2 separate regions of the Mus musculus genome follow, and region 2 is linked to region 1. A link is a contact called in public Hi-C data. All regions are on one chromosome and are shown on one strand. Each heading gives the region's core, a stretch centred on a gene start, on an enhancer-like site or on the middle of the called end of the contact. The rest is flanking DNA. Distances are from core to core; before and after follow the strand shown. Region 1 has its middle 56 kb from the start of Gm40038. Region 2 has its middle 19 kb from the start of 1700052H01Rik.

Region 1 (4,077 bases), core at 428-2,927:
CTCTTCGCACAATCTCTCTCCCCTGGGGACGAGGGAACTGGGCCAAAACATTCTATAGAACCAGCACTCTAAGCAGCAGCCTCTATAGCAACAGAACAGGTAGGGAACAGCTGCAGTGGTTTCTGTCCAATTTTCCTTCCAAATAATCCAGATATCTAAGAGATAAGAAAACACAAATACCAAAAATCTCACTAGAATTCTGGATTAACGACAGCTCTGTCTTGTCTCCATTTTGATACACCAGCTGATAATTGGACTATAGCTGGGTCTAAAAATAACACACAGTATATTAAAATAATATTCCTAGGCTACATTTCCAAAGTGGTATTCTGGGACTTCTGTGCATTAATCCTGTAACAATAACAGGATTTGTGCTTTCACCTCCCCTGGCGTAGCTTTGAAAATCTAGCCCAAAGCAGCTAACATTGCTGTTTAAATCTTCCTTTCACATCTGCAGGGAAATGTGGAGATTAAAAAAAATATATGACAAGCCAACAGCTAAAATGACCTATACTTGGGAGAATCAGAGAAACACCTATTTCCTCTCAGGAACTGGGCCAATCAATATAAATATTTCAAAAGGACCATCATGCAATGAAAGCCTTGGAATTTGTATCCTACTTCAGAACACCCTAGATATTTCCAATGTGGACACATCCAGTTTTCCACTGGGGAGGGGGATGTTGTGATGGCTGAGCTGGGATGCTCTCCAGTGAATGAGTACAGGAGACTGTATTTATGTGTGCCTGTGTGGGTGTATACATGCATGTTAGTGTGTATATGAGCCTCTGTGTGTGTGTGTATTAAAGAAAGAGAGGATATGTGTGTGTGTGTGTATATATATATATATATATATATATATATATATTTATATATTTGAATGAATACATGAGCCCTGTGTGCATGTATGCTTGGGTATATGTGTATGTATATATGTGTGAACATCTGTGTGTGCTTCTGCATATATATGTATATATGTATATGTGTGTATGTATATATATATATGAGAGAGAGAGAGAGAGAGAGAAAGAAAATATATATCTTTGTGTGTATGAGCCTCTGTGTATATGTGCCTGTATGTATCTGTATGAGAGTAAAATTGAGCCTATGTGTATGTACCCCAAAATGTGTATATAAGATTGTGTGTGTATGTGTATGTCTGAGTGCATGTGTGTGAGTGGATGTGTGTCTGTGTGTGTAAGGATGGGAAAGAAGGCTGCCATTACTCTCTATGTTGAAACTTAGGTGAATCTCGGGGATTAGGTGTTACTGCTCACAGTGGCTAAGAAACTGCACATCCTAAAATCTGCACACAGTTCTAAATTGAAGCTCTAAATAGCACTGGATTGAAGTGACAGGAGTGTTTCGACAATACCATTAATTGCATTCCACTAATTGAGAAGAGCTTTTGTGCAGTTAGGTTTGTGGTGGGCTGGATTTAGTCATTTAGGTGCCCCTCAGGCTGCCTCTGCTTTCCGCCTGCCATGCCTTTGAAATTCTAAAAAGGAAAAGAAGGCCAACATGCAGAGCAATTATTTCAGAACAGATTGCCCGGTAACATTTCATATTATCACTGAAATCCATCCTTTCTGGGACAGAGTCTTGCTCTGGCCATGAACATCCAAGAGATGGCAGCACCCCTGCTCTGATGACTGGCTGTGTCCCTCCAGACAGCTCACCGCAGAGGTCTTGTCATTGCGTCACCTGAAAGCCAGTTTAGAGGGTGGAGGTGGGGGAGGCATAGCATTCTCAGCTCTCAGTTCTTCTGGAGAGTTCCGGAAACAGGCGCGTTGACTGTTTGAAACGTATTTGAAAAGGGTTTCTTTTTTTTTCCCCTTGAAATCCCCTGTTCTGTGCCATATCTTTCTAAGACCACTTAGGTGTTCCCTGGCTTTCTCCTGGAGGGAGGAAGGAAGATCTGCAGTTGCCAGGGATCCCCTGAGCCTTATTTTCAATTCCTGTCCTTCCTTTTTATAAACATGGGGAGGTGGGAATTGCATTATTAGCAATTGCGCTTTGAACATGTATGTGTTCAAGGCACTTAGCTCAGCATTGAGAATGTGACACAGCCTACATCAGGACAGCTTTTTTTCTTCCCCACCGACTCTCTCAGCAACCCTTCTCCCAATCTCCTGCTAAAAATATTCTGCAGAGCAAATAGATGTTGAGACAGCGTCAAACCCTGCAGGAATGAGTGACAGTATAACCTGCCATGCTAAGTATCAGATGCCTGACACGAAAAGCATTTGCTGACATACACGAGGGAGCGTCAAGGCTGGGTAGACAGGTCAGCGTCTAGGTCTCTGGGACCCACCCTTCTTCATGTATCCTGCCTGAATATTTGGAGAGCAATTGCTGGGACACACTGAGGTGGCCTGCTGACAGGGTTTTGAACGTGATTCAGGGGCAAGACTGTTATGGATAACTAGTGTCCCATGGCAGGCCACAGCACCTAGGACCTAGGGCCAACTCAGGGACTTCCTATGTCCACCTTATCCATTACAGAGGCTAGGACTCTGTGTCCATCATTGTGGGATCCCACTTGACTTGGCTTTGACCCAGCATCTTCTCATTGGCTCATTTCTTCAGCCTTGTGACCTCAACAATCTGTCCTCAGTCCAGGAACACGGCCACATGGTTTGTGTTTCCTGTATACAGCGTTTCAGTGTCTGATCTATGAAGCTGTTACTCAATGACTACACACTCAAGATTTCCAGTTGATGGTCAGGGCAAGGAGGAAGAGGAGAATGAACTGGCACACTACACATCTGTCTGTAGAGAGCTTTGGAGCCAGGCCACCAGAGGAATGCTGCCCAAGCATCATCACCTTCAGAAAGAGCTGCCCTTCTTCTCAGGAGGAATGTTGAAGACACTGGCAAATTACTGAGAGTGATAATGTTCTCCCAGGCTCAGCAATGGTGGGCACCCTGCTATCATTCTCTGACGGGTTTCTCAGACTTGAGGACAGTTGAACTCTTTAAATATCTGTCTGTCTATCTATCTATCTATCTATCTATCTATCTATCTATCTATCTATCTATCTATCCATCCATCCATCCATCCATCCATCCATCCATCCATCCATCCATCCATCTATCTATCTATCTATCTATCTATCTATCTATCTATCTATCTATCTATCTATCTATCTATCTATCTATCATCTATATCTATCTATCTATCTATCTATCTATCTATCTATCTATCTATCTATCTATCTATCTATCTATCTATCTATCATCTCTATCTATCTATCTATCTATCTATCTATCTATCTATCTATCTATCTATCTATCTATCTATCTGTGTGTGCCTGCTTGTTTGTATGTGCATTACATGTATCAATGTGCTCTTGGAGGCTAGAAGAGGGTATTGGATACCCTGTAACTGGAGTTACAGGTATTTGTAAGCTGCTGCGTGGATGCTGGGACCCAAATGTTGGTCCTCTGCAAGAGCAGCAACTATTCTTAGTCACTGAACCACCTTTGCACAGCCCAGAGGGTTGAACTTTTTTTTTTTTTTCCTTTTTTGGTTTTTTGAGACAGGGTTTCTCTGTGTAGCCCTGGCTGTCCTGGAACTCACTTTGTAGACCACGCTGGCCTCGAACTCAGGAATACTCCTGCCTCTGCCTCCCAAGTGCTGGGATTAAAGGCATGTGCCACCACTGCCTGGCCTGAGGCTTGAACTCTTAACTCTCCATGTTTGTGGAAATTCAGTCATCCACAATCATCTAGTCTTCAATGATTCCAGACAGCTGAAGTGCAGAACCTCTGTTTTAACTGTGGTGGCATGTAACTTTGCACAACATGTGTTTGTTTGGGTTGGGAGAGATTAGATACCAGTCTCTGTGTAATAAGCAAATCTTCCTCAGTGACACTTAATACTTTGTTTAAGAGACAGGTCGAATACTACTGCTCGGTGCCCATGGTGAATATGGCAATCAGTGCATTGGTTGTTGCCCAGTGAGTTGGCCACAGCCCTGGCTGGTAGAGCCAAGCCATCTGGAGCAGGGGCACACAGTTCATGGTAGACACAGGCCAGAGAGATGCTATGGCCTCATGGCCCTGCTCTGCTTTC
Region 2 (4,077 bases), core at 992-3,491, 150 kb after region 1:
TGGGTGAGCACTTTACCTGCTGAGCCGTCTTGCTGGCCTAATACCAGAGGACCATCTTTTAAATGAATGACAGACTGTAACTTTCTAAAGTAGTTGTTCTCCACCAGTGGTGTGTCTGACCATAAATCCGAGCTTAATGGTCCATTCCCAGCCTGGCATCTTCAATCCAAGGCTGCACCGCCCAGTGCTCTCTTGTGGTTTATTTTGCTAGCTCAGTGTCTGAGTTTCAGTCTCCTGCAGCTCTTGTTTACTTGGGCCACTGGAAGCTCTGCTCTTCTGCTGGGGCAGTGTACACTGGGAGGAAGTTTACCCGATGCCTCCACAGGGCAAATTGGTTTCTAAACAGGCTTGTCCACAGTCTCCATTAATATCCTATCGGAGAGCAAGACAGCATAAAACACTGAGAGAAGCAAGAGTTACTTTTTACGATGATTGAATATGATGAGGGAGCCAAGGACAAAGGGTAATTTATTCCAAAGGAAGGCAACACCTTTGCTTTGCAATAGCTCTTGCAGCTAAAAAATAGGGCTGGTAATTGGAGTTGCTTTATGAAAATCTCATTAGCATTAGCATATAACTAAAATGCACAGCTCCATAGTTAATTGCAATCCTGCACTGCGGTTAACAACTAACAGTGATGACATTTGCATATTGCACATAAAATTAAAAATGCATGTCAGATAGGTGCTCTTTCAGGAAAAAAAAAATCCTTGAATAACATTGCATTCACACAATAATCGGAAAGATTTTGAATTTGAATGGAAATTATATGTATAGTATGAGCGTTAGAAAGACAGCCAAGTCTGATAACTAAATCTGAAACACTGTGCAGTCAAAACCCCTGCAGCTGGGATCATCTTCAAGGGCAGGGCCATGAAATGCTGAACTGGTACAGTTTGCGTATGTAAAACCTTTTGCCCTAGGAAGCCTCTCCGCCTTGTAGGCCTCAGTGTCTTCTCTGGGGCTTTCTTTATGAGCCCCTTAAGATCATGGGCTTCATTTTCTTTTAAACATGTATTCCCCACAAGGCTCAGGATATAGCAGGCACTTGCAGATATGATCTGAGCCCTCTCTAGGTGAGTCAGAATGTGAGACGCTTCACAGGGACATAGGTCACAGTGGTGTTCCAACATCTTCGAGAAGCCCAGCTCTTTCCTGCTTAGAGTCAGGTCCCTCAACTTTCCTGAGACCTCCCCCCCGCCCCCACGCCATTTCCTCTGTGACGTGGTGTCTGCCTTTGAGGGGTCTGAGAAGATCCTGTAACAGAATACGCTGCAGGTGCCCAGCAGAGGACACTTCCTGGCACTGTGGCATTGGGATAAGAGATCTTGGGAAAGGACACGCAGCCACAGGCAGAGGTGGGTCTCCCTGAATGTATCACCCACAGAAAGGCTGCTCCTTCCCATTCCATTTCACTAAGGAGAGATATTTGAAAAGAGAAGACAGGAGTGAGAGACAATAATAGCTCCCCCAGCGGCTAACACACTCAGGCTGTCAGTTTCTGTTGGAGGACTCCCCTGCGAACCTACATGTTTCCTCTTGGGAGGCAACCTTGGGTGAAGACGGTGACTGGAGAGGCTTTCCACAGCAGTTTGAGAGATTCACTCATTCCTTCCTCATTCGCCCTCATCCCTCACAACACCCCTGTGACCCATGTCCCTGTGGTACCGCTCCCATCTTCTGACTCACCTAACGAGGGCTCAGATCACATCAGCAAGTCACCAAATACCTGCTGTATCCTGAGCCTGATTCACACATTCGTCCACCCATTCATTCAGCCGATGTCATTTAGCTAACATCGTGCCCTCAGCCACGGAAGACACTGCGTTTAGAACTGTGTGAACCACAGACTCGGACTCAAGACAGTTTGCACTTGGGAAATCTGGGATGGATGGAATCAAGCAGAAGGATCAGAGGTAGACATCCAACATCTGGATGTCGGTCAGCTTGGCGAGCAGCCAGAGCCACAGGCAGGTGGGCTGGCCCTCTGTGGCAGCTTGCTGGAGAACTCAGCCACTTAGGTTCTGGGAAAGAACAGACTCACCACCTTGAAGGAAACAGAAAGTTGAAGGTTGGGAAGGAATGTCACCTTGTCCATGAAAAATCAGCAGGGTCATTGTATTTCATGATAAGGAAGTCCTTAATGGCTCTTCCTTGGGAGAAAGTCACATTGGCAGGGGAAGTGACTCAGTTGGTAAAGTGTTTGCTGTGTAAGCATGAAGAGCTGGGTTTGGTCCAAGCACCCAAGTAAAGATCTGAGCATGGCAGCACACAGCTGCAATCACTGTGGTGGGGAGAGGCAGAGGTTAGACAGTCCAACGGAATCAGTGAGCTTCAAGTTTAGTATGAGAACCTGTTTCAATAAATAAGGTGGAGAGCAACACACACACACACACACACACACACACACACACACACACACAGAGTCAGAGGGGTACAGATAGGAAAATCTGCTCTGACTCAGCAACTCCAAAACTCCAAAGGAAAGCTAATCCTGGGGCCTCTGGTTTCAAGCCAGGCTCTCATGGAAAGGGTGGGAACCAGTCCCTCAGGTCAAAACCAAGCATGGAACTGGCCTGGCTCTCTGGTGAGTCAGGAACCCTCTAAGCTTCCCAGTTAGATGTGGAGCAGCTGGGCTACAAAGCACTTTAGGTCAGGTCTCTGTTGTTTGGTCTTAACCCAGTGGCTTTCCTCATTGGTGGCTTAGGACAGGCCTTACTATCTCGGGGGTGCAGAGGGTACCATGGCCCCTCTCTTCCCATGAGCTGTCATTCGTGGAGCTGGACTCCGAGTGAAGCAGCAGGGGTTTGGTAGACACATGAGATATGGTATGTAAGCACCTGTAACCATGGTATCCTGTGTGTATGAGTGTGTGTGAGAGTGTGTATATGTGTGAGTGTGAGTTTGTGTGTGTCTATGTGTATATGTGTGAGTGTGAATTTATGTGTTTGTGTGAGTGTATGTGTGTGTGTATGAGAGAGAGTGTGTGTGTGTGTGTGTGTGTGTGTGTGTATGTGTGTGTGAGAGAGAGAGTATGGGTGTGTGTTAGTGTAGGTGTTCATGAGCATTTCCTTCCTGCTTCTGTCCTGTTTGCCCTCATCCTCCTGACACAAAGGTGTTTGGGGCCTACATGATGCCCTATATCAGCTGACTAGTGTCTGCTGATACCACGTTCATGTTCTTGCTCTAAAGAGTCATATCAGAAATATGTTTATAGTTCTTGTTGGTGTGATACTAAATTCTCCTGGGCTGAATGGCCTTAAAACCTAAACTGAGCTCAGGGGGTGATACTCCCAGGAAAGCTCAGGGAGGGCAAGGGGACACACATACCTAACCCGTTCCCTCTCTTTTGTCAACCTTCTTTCTCTCTTCCATAGAACTACATTTTGGACCGAAGTACATCCCCATTTGGAGATGTTCTATTACTTTTCCTAGGGAGATATGAACAGTTATCTACTCACCCTGGGCAGAAAACCAATGTCAAACCAAAGAAAAGATTCTACTCAGGTCCACTGTGCTGAACTGATGAGTGTATTGGGGTTTACTTGGAGCAGCAAGGGTAACTCAAACATCACAGAACAGCCCCACCTCAGCAGGGGTAGAAACCCACCATAGCAGCTTCATGGAGCTTCCTCCAGCCAGTTTTCTACATTAAGCACACTTCAGGACCCCATGCAGCTAGAGGGCAGCAGGGAGTGAGTGATGGGCGAATCCCAGGTGAGGGACCAGTGATCCACCTTCCCTTTCTACTGGGGAGTGTTACTTCTCCCAGTATCCCTAGACCTAGCTGTCACTGTATTGTTCAGCTTATTGTGTTGCCATGACTACAAGGCCAGTGTTATCTCTGCTCTGTGATGCAACGGGATGGTCATGGTCTGCCTGAAGGAAAAAGGCACACAGCAGGAAGTGCTTTTGGTTCCAGCTACTTACTCAATGAGGTCATAATTTCTGGTGTTCTGAGGGAATGCTGCACGTACAGGCCCTCCTTCAGCTCTGTGTGAGGCCAGGAGAACTGAGAGGTCCCTCATCAACAGCCTATCATGCCTGACATGTCCATCACAACCCTGCCTCTTGCTT

The links. A called contact is a pair of places that touch in the nucleus more often than the background predicts.
Region 2: a Hi-C map of the N1E-115 cell line shows a contact between it and region 1, with 2.6 times the contacts expected there. The contact joins two enhancer-like sites. A contact is called at or near these places in 7 of 484 Hi-C or Micro-C datasets (3T3-L1-derived adipocytes, the N1E-115 cell line, the Patski cell line and 4 more), 4 of 115 datasets of contacts at active chromatin or transcription factors (bone marrow-derived macrophages, embryonic fibroblasts, fibro-adipogenic progenitors and 1 more) and 1 of 9 other capture datasets (bone marrow-derived macrophages).

Annotation. Positions count from the first base shown.
Region 1 is chr3:41,227,029-41,231,105 of GRCm38.p6, forward strand. No RefSeq gene overlaps it. Among named protein-coding and RNA genes, the nearest start is that of Gm40038, 56 kb to the left of the region's middle. Within about 2 kb of position 1,678, at least 65 of the 459 cell types and tissues checked have an H3K27ac peak or open chromatin away from gene starts, as enhancers often do. A contact at or near this core is called in the N1E-115 cell line and embryonic fibroblasts, where this site is marked.
Region 2 is chr3:41,373,205-41,377,281 of GRCm38.p6, forward strand. No RefSeq gene overlaps it. Among named protein-coding and RNA genes, the nearest start is that of 1700052H01Rik, 19 kb to the left of the region's middle. Within about 2 kb of position 2,242, at least 60 of the 459 cell types and tissues checked have an H3K27ac peak or open chromatin away from gene starts, as enhancers often do. A contact at or near this core is called in the N1E-115 cell line and embryonic fibroblasts, where this site is marked.